Linked DNA regions of Mus musculus: region 1 is linked to region 2. A link is a contact called in public ChIA-PET data. All regions are on one chromosome and are shown on one strand. The core of a region is the stretch at or near the end of the contact, and the rest is flanking DNA. Distances in the headings are between cores, read along the strand shown. Region 1 has its middle 52 kb from the start of Pdp1. Region 2 has its middle 16 kb from the start of Gem.

Evidence for each region. ChIA-PET counts read pairs in DNA pulled down with a chosen protein or histone mark.
Region 1: an RNA polymerase II ChIA-PET map of effector CD8 T cells shows a contact between it and region 2, with 7 times the contacts expected there. The contact joins two enhancer-like sites. A contact is called at or near these places in 2 of 15 datasets of contacts at CTCF or cohesin (CD8 T cells and pro-B cells), 4 of 484 Hi-C or Micro-C datasets (the HPC-7 cell line, embryonic fibroblasts and natural killer cells) and 6 of 115 datasets of contacts at active chromatin or transcription factors (CD8 T cells, T-cell acute lymphoblastic leukemia, Th17 cells and 3 more).

The regions. Positions count from the first base shown.
Region 1 is chr4:11,911,252-11,917,309 of GRCm38.p6, reverse strand. No RefSeq gene overlaps it. Among named protein-coding and RNA genes, the nearest start is that of Pdp1, 52 kb to the left of the region's middle. Within about 2 kb of position 2,514, at least 138 of the 459 cell types and tissues checked have an H3K27ac peak or open chromatin away from gene starts, as enhancers often do. A contact at or near this core is called in CD8 T cells, Th17 cells, effector CD8 T cells and 3 more, where this site is marked.
Region 2 is chr4:11,717,488-11,723,620 of GRCm38.p6, reverse strand. No RefSeq gene overlaps it. Among named protein-coding and RNA genes, the nearest start is that of Gem, 16 kb to the right of the region's middle. Within about 2 kb of position 2,075, at least 100 of the 459 cell types and tissues checked have an H3K27ac peak or open chromatin away from gene starts, as enhancers often do. A contact at or near this core is called in CD8 T cells, Th17 cells, effector CD8 T cells and 3 more, where this site is marked.

The DNA.
Region 1 (6,058 bases), core at 1,265-3,764, 190 kb before region 2:
TTAATCCCATATATAGTTATTAATGATCATCAGATTCTTATCCCAGTAGCTTGTAATGTCAACTGTAGAAGGTGTTGAGCAAATGACAGACATTGAGTAACCACCTATAACTGTCCTTAGTTTATGGAGAAGAGGTTGATGTGTTGTATAATGGAAGGAATAGTTTTAAGAGCACGTGGGAAATCACTGCAAAGAAGGCCACCAGATTTCCCTCCTGATGATTTAAGGACTCATCACCCCAAGAGATGGGATCTTTTATGTCTAGGCAGACCCCATGATTTGCTTTGATTAGTAGAATGTAAAGATAAAGGACACTGTGTTGGCTGGTTTTATGTCAACTTGACACAAGCTAGAGTCATCTGAAAGGAGGGAACCTCATTTAAGAAAATGCCCTCATAAGATTGGGCAAAAAGTAGACCAACATGAGTGAAGACCAAGCCTGGCCAAGCTGGTCCAGTGCCCTGTGAAATAGAAATAAGCCCAGACTCCATTGTTGGTCATGAACAATACATGTTTGTTGGGGAAAGCACTTATAACCAGAAATCAGTGGAAGGTATGAGACCAGTTCCATTGGGAAGAAACATAAATACAGGCACACATCCACTGAAATCATGCGGGGGTCTTACTGTCAGCCAGACCTATGAAGGACTATCAAAGCCTTCATTTCTCTGGGCTTTTATTTGTAGCATAATGTCCTCTCTATAGGATTAGTGTTATGGATGAATAGTATCTAGTGACAACCATAGTAAGCACCCAGTAAATGATGGCAAGTCTGAGGAGAAAATATCATAGAGATATAACATAGAGCAAGGCCAGACACATGCAATTATACCACAAAAAAGAGAGGTTAATCTTTTCAAACAACGGAAGTGCCTTCTTTCCCATTCTGTCATATCTATTAGGAAATATTCCTATCAATGCATAGAACTTAAATGTGGTTAGTAAAATAACTTCCTGAATTATTTCTCATATCATTGGCATGGTATGTACATCATGTTACCTTTTTGAACCTGGTTAATAGAGTGATGTTCTTATGTGCAATAAGAAATAGACACAAAAGTACTGGGTGCATGAATCAAGCACAGGGTGTACCTAAAGTCATTAAGCCTTCCCAGTCATCTCCAGCAATTGGCATTGAATTTTCTATTTTGCAGCTAAGGAAACAAGGGACCAAACAAGTGACTGACTCCTTCACCATGGGTTTCATACCAGAAAGTGCCTTGGAATTCAAATCCCTGTGAACCCAACTTCAAAGACTGTGCCCTTTTCCCCAAGCCAAGCCACCTCATGTAAGGTAGTTCTGTATTCAGGCATGAGTCAATAGCCATGTTTTGAAAGAAACAAGTAGATCAAATCCCATGGGCATGGAAGATGTATCTGGGGTAGAGATTAGGTCAGTGTAATCAGTCAGACTAGTCAAGAAATCCAACATGGAGCCTCTCCACAGTCACCATAACTCATCTGCCTATGCTTACAGCTATTAATGTATAACAAGCCTGCCTGGGAATCAATGGAGATCATCTCTCAATAATGCTTAGAGGTATTATTAAAATCTCATAGATCCTCTGATTTTGGGTGGTCCAAATCTATATTCGGAAAAAGTGCAAATGTGTGAGTGAAGGTCTGGTTAGTCTATTTTGGAACACAGACTTGCTGATATCTAAGAAGGGATGCCTTCTAAGATGGCTCAGGCTCAATGACTTCCAGAAGAAAACAAATAGTGTTATTAAGTCCCATGGGGTGGTAGTGATCTGGAAACAGGCCAAGAATTTCTTGTTATGTTATTCACCTTATATCTGTCAATCCAATCTATCAAGGTTAAGTTTGACCTAAAAGCAAGTTAAGAAAAATTCCATCTTCATCCTTGGTACCTGTTTACTATATAAAAGCAGAAGTTAAGGCTGTTCATTGGTTCATCAAAGCATTTGATTGGTTTGAAGTCTCACGTGCAAAGCAAAAGCCAGGATAATTTTCTGGGAGAATTACAAGGAAGAAAAAAACAAAACAAAACACCTTACTAAGCAATAAAGCAAATGTTTTGGTGCTGTAGTGGATATACTAGAGAAGGAGGATCCGACCACCACAGCGGCTGAGGATGAATGGGGGACCCCCAAAGGTGAAGGTGGGTAAAGCGAGGAAGGACAGAAACATGACTCCCAAAGAGGTTTAATTGTCCTCAGAAGAGGTGATGAGTAATGGCTGTTTTCTTATCTGAGCCACAAACAGTCCACCTCTTTGACATGAATAAGAAATAAAGGTATCCATTATTTCCTTTCTGCATATTAAAGACAGAGCCGAAATTACAATGTCTACAATGCAGGGATTAGTCATGCATAATTTATTTCTGAATTAATGTCGCAGTCACAAAGCTAAAGGAGTCAGAGCCTCTGAACCTAGGGCCCCCCCCCGAGAGGCAATGACAGTTGCCTGAAGTAGTCAACAGATGGGGCTGGGTGGCTGCTAACCCCTTTGACTGCAGCAGGCAGAGGGCGTCTGCGCAGAGCACTTAGCTTCCTGCAGCGGCAGGCAGGAATCAATGCCGTCCAACACGCACCAATCAAATCTATACACAGGCCACGCACAATCCGGTAAAGGAGGTCAGAGAAATACGTCCTCAGCCTAAGTAACTCGTGGGCAGCTGACGCACCATGATGTGGGTAGATCTCAGAGAGGCGCTGACGCAGTCCAGGGCTCAACCAAACCCCCTTCCACCACTGGTTCACTGCTCTGTGTCACGCAGCACCAGAGGCCAGACCTTAGGGGGTGCCCACTCTGGAAGGCACAGGAAATTCGTCCCATTTATAAATGATCTCATCTCTTCAAAACTGACATTTTCTCTAACAAAGAAAATGATTTTGTTCTCAGATTCAAAGAAAAGCATCACCTAGATACTTTATGACCTTGCTCCTGGCACAATGAGAAACCAACCACGGCTTTATAGAATCATCCCAGAGCTGGAGGCAGAGCCGTGGCTTCTTGTGAGAGGGCAGACAGCTCCTCTATCTTGGAAGGATAGGGAGGTTAAAGCAACAGGAGGACAGGAACGAGGTACCTAAGACCCTATTCATTTCACACACTGGCAAAGCTTTCCCACTGGCTGACTAAATGCATAGGTGAATGAACAAAAGCTAATAATACCTCAAGAAAAGCAGGTCCTGTCAGCAACAATGTACCATGAAAGCAATTCGGCTACAAGCTCTTCAGCCACTTGGCATTATATGGCAATATCTGAAAACCAGTCCATACTCACTGAAGATTTTATGCATAGTCCTCTGTGCCTCAGTTTCTTCACTTGCAAAAGATGTACCAGACAAGGAAGGGTTAACTGTTTTGAAAAATGAGATGAGGTGCTTAATGAGCCTTTTCATCTGTGGTTTAACTTGCAATCAATTCAGCTGACCATAGTTTACTGTAGTTTAAAAATATTGAATGGAAAATTCCAGAAATAAACAATTTCAGGCGTTTTAAGCTGTGTACTGTTCTGAGGAGTATGATGCACTATCAAGCCATTCCTTTCCAATCCTCTTGGAATGTCAATCATCTTTATCTAGCATCTCCACAGTCTGTGAGCTACCCACCTATTAGCTATTAGCAGTTACCTCAGCAGGACATAAGTCCATGTAGCTTGCTTGGTTTCTTTCTTCTCTCTCTCTCTCTCTCTCTCTCTCTCTCTCTCTCTCTCTCTCTCTCCTTCCTTCCTTCCTTCCTTCCTTCCTTCCTTCCTTTCTTTCTTTCTTTCTTTCTTTCTTTCTTTCTTTCTTTCTTTCTTAGTGTTAGCTCAAGGCTGGAGATTTGGCTTCTACCACGGGGGCAGAGAGTAGAGGCATTGTCTACACCAGTAGGAAAGTAACTGGCTGACTGAGAGCCAGACCTGACTCTAAGCACCTTAGAACTCAGGGACTTAGGGACTCAGAAGAACACCACACTCTCACCATCTCTCTGGACTAGCCACAGACAAGGACTGGATGTCAGCCGCTTCCCTGGTTTGAAAGATACACCTAGCTCATGTTTGCTGTGATTTTCTTTTTTAATTTTCCAGTGGGAAATATACAATAGAAATGTGCAGTGCCTCCCGTACATTCAGACCTACAGGGAATAGAAGGCTCAGGACCCCAGAAGGCAGCCACTGACATCCAAGAGCTCACAGGCAGGCTTCCTCTCTCAGCACTTTCATGCAGCTCTGTCTGCAGGATTCCTGGGAAGCCGCTCAGCTCTGTTGCTCAGCTCGGTTTCCTGGGAAGGAAGAGATTAAGAAAACCCTCAGCAGCTTCAACTGCCTGATGGGAACAGAGCAGATGGACCTTTTAGGAAAGGGCCATTGAGGACTCAATTCCCCAATAAAAAGACATAGGCTAATAGACTGGCTACACAAACAGGACCCAACATTTTGTTGCTTACAGGAAACCCACCTCAGGGAAAAGGAAAGACACTACTTCAGAGTGAAAGACTGGAAAACAATTTTCCAAGCAAATGGTCTGAAGAAACAAGCTGGAGTAGCCATTCTAATATCAAATAAAATTGATTTCCAACCCAAAGTTATCAAAAAAAAAAAAAAAAAGACAAGGAGGGGCACTTCATATTCATCAAAGGTAAAATCTACCAAGATGAAATCTCAATTCTGAATATCTATGCTGCAAATACAAGGGCAGCCACATTCATTAAAGAATCTTTAGTAAAGCTCAAAGCACACATTGCACCTCACACAATAATAGTGGGAGACTTCAACACACCACTTTCATCAATGGACAGATCCTGGAAACAGAAACTAAACAGAGACACACGGACACTAACAGGAGTTATGAAACAAATGGATTTAATTGATATCTACAGAACATTTTATCCTAAAACAAAAGGATATACCTTCTTCTCAGCACCATATGGTACCTCCTCCAAAATTGACCATATAATTGGTCACAAAACAGGCCTCAACAAATACAAAAATATGGAAATTATCCCATGCATTCTATCTGATCACCACGGACTAAGGCTGATCTTGAATAACAAAATAAAAAATAGAAAGCCAACATTCATGTGGAAACTGAACAACACTCTACTCAATTATTCCTTGGTCAAGGATGAAATAAAGAAAGAAATTAAAGACTTTTTAGAGTTTAATGAAAATGAAGCCACAACATACCCAAACTTATGGGACACAATGAAGGTAGTCCTAAGAGGAAAACTCAGAGCCCTGAGTGCCTCAAAAAAGAAACTAGAGAGAGCATACACTAGCAGCCTGACAGCACACCTAGAAGCTCTAGAACAAAAGGAAGCAAATTCACCCAAGAGGAGTAGATGGCAGAAATAATCAAACTCAGGGGTGAAATCAACCAAGTGGAAACAAAAAGAACTATTCAAAGAATCAACCAAACCAGGAGCTGGTTCTTTGAGAAAATCAACATGATAGATAAACCCTTAGCCAGACTAACTAGAGGGCACAGGGACAGTATCCTAATTAACAAAATCAAAAATGAAAAGGGAGACATAACAACAGAACCTGAGGAAATCCAAAACATCATCAAATCCTACTACAAAAGGCTATACTCAACAAAACTAGAAAACCTGGATGAAATGGACAACTTCCTAGACAGATACCAGGTACCAAAGTTAAATCAGGATCAGATTAACAATCTAAACAGTCCCATTTCCCCTAAAGAAATAGAAGCAATCATCAATAGTCTCCCAACCAAAAAAAGCCCAGGACCAGATGGGTTTAGTGCAGAGTTCTATCAGACCTTCAAAGAAGACCTAATTCCAACTCTACTCAAACTATTCCACAAATTAGAAGCAGAAGGTACTCTACCCAATTCATTCTATGAAGCCACAATTACTCTGATACCTAAACCACAGAAAGATCCAGCAAAGAAAGAGAACTTCAGACCAATTTCTCTTATGAATATCGATGCAAAAATACTCAATAAAATTCTTGCAAACCAAATCCAAGAACACATCAAAATGACCATCCATCATGACCAAGTAGGCTTCATTCCAGTGTTTAGGGTTGGTTTAATATACAGAAATACATCAACGTAATCCACTATATAAACAAACTCAAAGGCGA
Region 2 (6,133 bases), core at 826-3,325:
GGAGAGCACACTGATAGCCACTCACTATTAAAAAAACAAAATCATCCCTGAAAGCACACATACAAGTAACACTATATGGACTCAACAGGTCATACTTAGGAGAATGTGTATATAATGCATACATGCATGCAATGGCAAGGAATGAAAAATTACCATAAATCTGAAGGAAAATGGGGAAGGGCATATGGGAGAGTTTGGAAGAAGGGACGGGAAGAAAGAAATGTGTAATTTATTTACAATAGCAAAAATAAACAAACAAAATAAAGGGATCAAGAGGAAGGAGCAGGAAGAGATCTGATGCATGTCCCAACCTGGATGAATCTTAAAGACATTATATGAAAGAAATTATGGACCAGCGGGATGTGGTGCTACACACATTATCCCAGGATTTGGAGGCTAAGGGAAGAGGGAAGGGGGTTAAGGAAAGACTGAACCCCATGGCTAGACTCTCTAAAAATTAAAAAAAGTCACAGGGCGAGGAGGCAGCTAGCTATCCACTCAGGTGAGCTGCCTGAAGCGCTAAAACTCATAGATGCCAGAAGTGGGATGGAGGTTTCCCAGGCTGCAAACGGCATTCTAACCCTGGTACAGGCTGGATGACAGAAACTGGATACGGATGGTGTAATGTCTGCAGGGCCCTGAACATACCTAAGGTGAAGAACTGTGCTCTTAGAGTGGTAACTGTCACTTCAGGCACATCTTGAATATATTTGCTACTGTTTGTTTGAGAGTGTTTGTTATACAAGCACACAGAGGATGTTGATCAAATCCATCCCCTGCTCTCTTTCCTCCCACTCCTTCTGCTCCCCTGCTACTATATTTCCATCCCAGCTATAAGCACTCACAAGTCAGTGGCAGAGTGGTTGCCAAGCATGCACGGGACCCTGGATTCAAACCCAGTACATAGTTGACCACAGACTCCTCTTTCGTTGAAATTGACATGAGCTGAGAGCAAATGGCCTGAGAACACACTCTTAGAAAATCTGACGTGTGACACCGCACCTGAACCTTCAGGGATCCTGAGCTCAGTAGAGTAAGGCTTGTGCTGGAGAGAAGACCGATGGGATAGTCACGACAGGAAGATGGCGGCCTCTGTGAAGTGTGTGTGTGTGGGGGGGGGGGAACTGGAGGAAAGCTCAAGAACCAGCCGTAGCGGGAAAGGTTTCTGTGTCCACCTCAGGCAACCAAGAGCAGAGCGGAAGTGCAGCTCAGGGGTGGAACCCGTCAGTATATGAGGCCTGGCACTCACTCTCCAACACCACGGGCACCTACGAGGTACTCCTGGGTGATGCAGGGATTAAGGCTATCCTTCTCTTGGAAGTTCAGAAGCATAGGCACAAGATTATAGACAAGAGGCCTTTGTCAATACTGCCCCTACTCATGCTCCCAGGAGGTGGAGGCTGCTAGCCTGCAGTATGGCTAGCCGCCATCTTGTTCCCGTGCAGTGCACAGACTACATCACCATCTCAGGACTTCCTAGAGGCTTCTTGAATTTTTCAACCTGTTCTCAGTTGCGGGGGTTGGGGGGAACATCTTTGGCCAAGGAGTGTGTTCTCTGGGAAATCCAGAGAACAGAAGTATAAAGAATAGAGAACTTATTCAATGTATGTAGTTAATTTCTTCATTAAGATGTAATAATCTGGTTGAAGGAGGCTAAAACAGGCTAGGCAGATGGTTCAGTCAGTGAAGTGCTTGCCAAAAAACCACGTAGGTCTGTGTTTGGATCTCTAGCACCCACCCTTTCCAAGAAAGCACATGTCTGCAACCTCAGCTTGTGGGGTAAGCAGAAAGAGGGACGTCCTAGGTGTCACTGGCTGGCTGCTCAGGTTCAAGTTCAGTGAGACACTGTCTCAAAAGAGGGTGGAGGATGATTAAGGAAGATACTTCATATCAAAGCACATGGGCACAAACACACACACACACACACACACACACACACACACACACACACAAGAAAACAAGAACGTGGAAGGTACTCCTTACAGCCAGGATGCAGCTGCATTTTAGCACCTTCCCCTTTCAGCTATCTTTCCTGACCATGTCAGTCAGCCTGCTTCCGCTTCTGTGGCAAACATCTTGCCTTACTCACAGTTTTGACCAGAAACACCTTCGAGGCCCCCGGGGCCCATTTGTGTATGGTGTGGAGAACTGTTCTTCTCACAAGCAGGGGAATGAACCAGTTCACCCTCAAACTGGGGTTTGTAATCAGTCAAAGATCTTTATCTGCATCACCAAAAATAGAGTGCTAATTGACAGTCTGTACAGAGGCTCTCAAAGGCATAACAAAGGAAATCAAATTAAGAGTTCCCTCCCTCAGCTGCCAGAAGAGATGGCACTGGCACTGTCCCAACAGCTAATGTTTCTAACTCACTTTAAATATTCTGAAGAACAGTGATCAAGGCCGGTGCAATGTAAGCAAAAAAAAAAAAAAAAAAAAAAAAACAGAAAAGTGTTGGTCTCTATGCTGAACGGTGCTAGGTAAGCTGAAGGTGGACATCAAGAGAACCACAAAACCCAAAGGTCTCCCCCCCCCCCCATGCAACTGGGGTGCCTGGAATCTCCCTTAAACATCATCAAAGTAACTGAAGTGCAGACAAGCTCAGGGCCAGCTCATGCGCACAGCACGTTAATGATCCTGTAGGGACCAAGATACCCACTCTTTATCCCTTATCCCAGTCTGTCATCTTAAAAACCCTCTGGAGTCTTAAACCCTTGTTCTTTTGTGTTGAGAGGGTTTAAGAGTCCATTCATAGCTAGCAAAACCAGGGCCAGGATCTAAGACTTCCTACTCTGAGCCCAGTGTTCTCTGGATATAAAACAAACCCCTTCTCAGATTCTCTAACATAATCCTTTCACCTGACAGAAGCCAGAAACCTGGGACAAGTGAGTTTTGTTAGACATGTGCTAGGAAGAGTGGTCTAGAGAATGTCATATATGTAAGAAGGTTACCAAAGAGCACACCTGCCTGCGGTGTGAATACCCAGGTGATATGGCGGTATACCCTTATCACCTCAGCGATTATCTGAGACCTATAGCTCAGGGTTTTACCTGTAGCAAGTACCACTCAGTGTCAAATTCAGGATAGTTTTCTGTATAAAAAGGAGCAGCGGACCCACAGCCAAGGTCCTCTCAATCTCTAAGTGCGAATCATCTTTGGAGTCAAGAGATCCACATGTGCTGCCATGTGACAGGGCCCAAAATAAACATTAGCCGCTCCCATCCTCATCAACAAAGTCTGTTGGCAATGACTCGGATAATTCACACATGACAGCTAGCATATGCCTCTCAGAGCACCCCTTGCAATGGCAGTGGGGCCCATGTCGGCCGCCTGCCTCCTTGTCTCTCTATTCTTGGATGTTTGCAGTCCTTGTCCAAAGACATCTGGAGGCCCTGGTTTCACTTATTCTTATTTTTCCAACCCAACTGAGGACTCCATTTTCCCAGTTGTTCCTCCTCAAATCCAAGATCCTCACAAGCTGTTTCCAAATATTGAAACACATTATGGCAGGCCACCCGCTCCATCTTATAATCAAGTAGATGAAACACAGAAGGCAGTTGCCTTTGGATTCTTTTAACTAGGATTTCCACTCCTACCTCATTGCTTTGACTGGTCTAGTGTTTACAGAGAAAGAAATAACTACTTTCAAATATGTCTGATTGTGGCTTTTTAGACAAATTAAAGCTGAAGGCTTAAGCTGACTGCCTCCTTACCCTGTTCCATTCCCATGTTCTAATAGTCACACATGTGTACTTCCCTGGTAAATTTGGATGCTCATGTCCCCAGTAGGATACCAGAGCATCATATGAAAGCTGCACATTTTCTTTACTCAGACACCCATGTGGGGCCTCTGGGTGATGCTCACAGGACCACGCCTCAGCATCTCTCACACGTCGTGATTTTTCTTACAGCCTAATGGTAAACTGGAGGTTAAACACATTATGGAGTAGGAGATGCAGGGACACCTTGGCATTCACTTACTTACTTATGTGACCACTGCCTCAGTAAACCTAATTGAAAGTGGCCTGGGTGAAGTTTCTGAATGGGGATGTTCCTCTTGGATGCTCAGTGTCCTTGGTGTGCTCTGAAATACTTTAAGCTACCGATAGCCTCTCCATTTGGAGAACACAAATATTGAAATGTGAAGTAAGATAAGAGTCTGGTTGTCTCATTGATACGTGAAGCTAGTCTGTATTCAGCTCTCCAACATGAGAATACACAGTACTTAAAACTTTGTCTTTGCTTTCAGTACATTGGTGCCCTGTATAGAGTTCTTCACTTCCTTGTGGATTCAGCCAGCCAATCACTGGAAGTGTAGGGGTACCTGTAACCCACATCCTTACTCCAGTGAAATCATGGAAGTTGGGCCTTGCCTGACATGCATCTGGCCTGCTCGTGCAGCTTCTGTGTCTCACCTAAGCCCTTCGGTTCTGATATCTGGCATTTGTGAGGACCAGGCCTTACTACTTTGCTAGTACGCCACATGTAAATAAATCTATGCCGCTATGCATATGAACTCTAAGTGTGCTCTCTAACATGCATACCACATGTAAATAAATCTATGCCGCTATGCATATGAACTCTAAGTGTGCTCTCTAACATGCATACACATGTAAATAAATCTATGCCGCTATGCATATGAACTCTAAGTGTGCTCTCTAACATGCATACACATGTAAATAAATCTATGCCGCTATGCATATGAACTCTAAGTGTGCTCTCTAACATGCATACACATGTAAATAAATCTATGCCGCTATGCATATGAACTCTAAGTGTGCTCTCTAACATGCATACCACATGTAAATAAATCTATGCCGCTATGCATATGAACTCTAAGTGTGCTCTCTAACATGCATACACATCCTAAGAGAACCTCATCAGCACTTGAAGGACTCTGCAGAAATCACCTCACTCAGCACTCAGTTCAAAGCTGTTGCTCACCTGAGGAGGATCTCTCCTTCTGGTTCCAGCCAGCTTCCTCAATCCCTGAGGTGCCCTGAAGTAGCAACAGGGGCACACCGTGTTTGGGAATATTAGTCATTTAAATTGCTTCCTGAACCAAGTCAACACTTCCCAGTTTGAAACTCAACATAACCTTGCAACTTCTCCCTAGCTTATCTGTTCACTTAAGTCCCTCCCACTGAATGAGGAAAGAAAGAAAGAAAGAAAGAAAGAAAGAAAGAAAGAAAGAAAGAAAGAAAGAGAGAGAGAGAGAGAGAGAGAGAGAGAGAGAGAGAGAGAGAGAGAGAGGAGGGAGGGGGAGGGAGGGAGGGAGAAAGGAAGGAAGGAAGGAAGGAAGGAAGGAAGGAAGGAAGGAAGGAAGGAAGGAAGGAAGGAAGGGGAAGGGAAGGGAAGGAAAGGAAGGGAGGGAGGGAGGGAGGGAGGAAGGAAGGAAGGAAAGGAAGGAAAGGAAGGAAAGGAAGGAAAGGAAGGAAAGGAAGGAAAGGAAGGAAAGGAAGAAAAGGAAGGAAAGGAAGGAAAGGAAGGAAAGGAAGGAAAGGAAGGAAAGGAAGGAAAGGAAGGAAAGGAAGGAAAGGAAGGAAAGGAAGGAAAGGAAGGAAAGGAAGGAAAGGAAGGAAAGGAAGGAAAGAAAGGAAAGGAAGGAAGGAAGGAAGGAAGGAAGGAAGGAAGGAAGGAAGGAAGGAAGGAAGGAAGGGGAAGGGAAGGAAAGGAAGGAAGGGGAAGGGAAGGAAAGGAAGGAAGGAAGGAAGGAAGGAAGGAAGGAAGGAAGGAAGGGAGGAGAAAGTAAAGGACATGACTGCTCCTAAGTATGGTGGAGGAGAAAGTTTATTGTAGATAAAAGGGAAAGCATAGCCAAAGGCAAAGACAGGGGTATCTGGGGAAGTCTAGAGTGGACATAACCAGACTGAGCTGGGCCATGTGGGGAGAGAAGGTGTGGGAAAGTAGAGAGGGAACCGGGTACAGCAACCAGGAGGCCAAAGGTACAACAGAGGCAGGTACCCAAGATGTCTGCATTACATACAGAAGAGCCTCTGGAGAATGAGCAGCACAGCCCCCGGGCTGGAGAGTTCAGAGTAAAGTGGTATGTCAGCCATACTCTGTAACAAGTAGGGACTGAGGGATGCTAGGAAAACCAGGAGGCCAGGTCTACTTAGATATGTTAAACTGGCA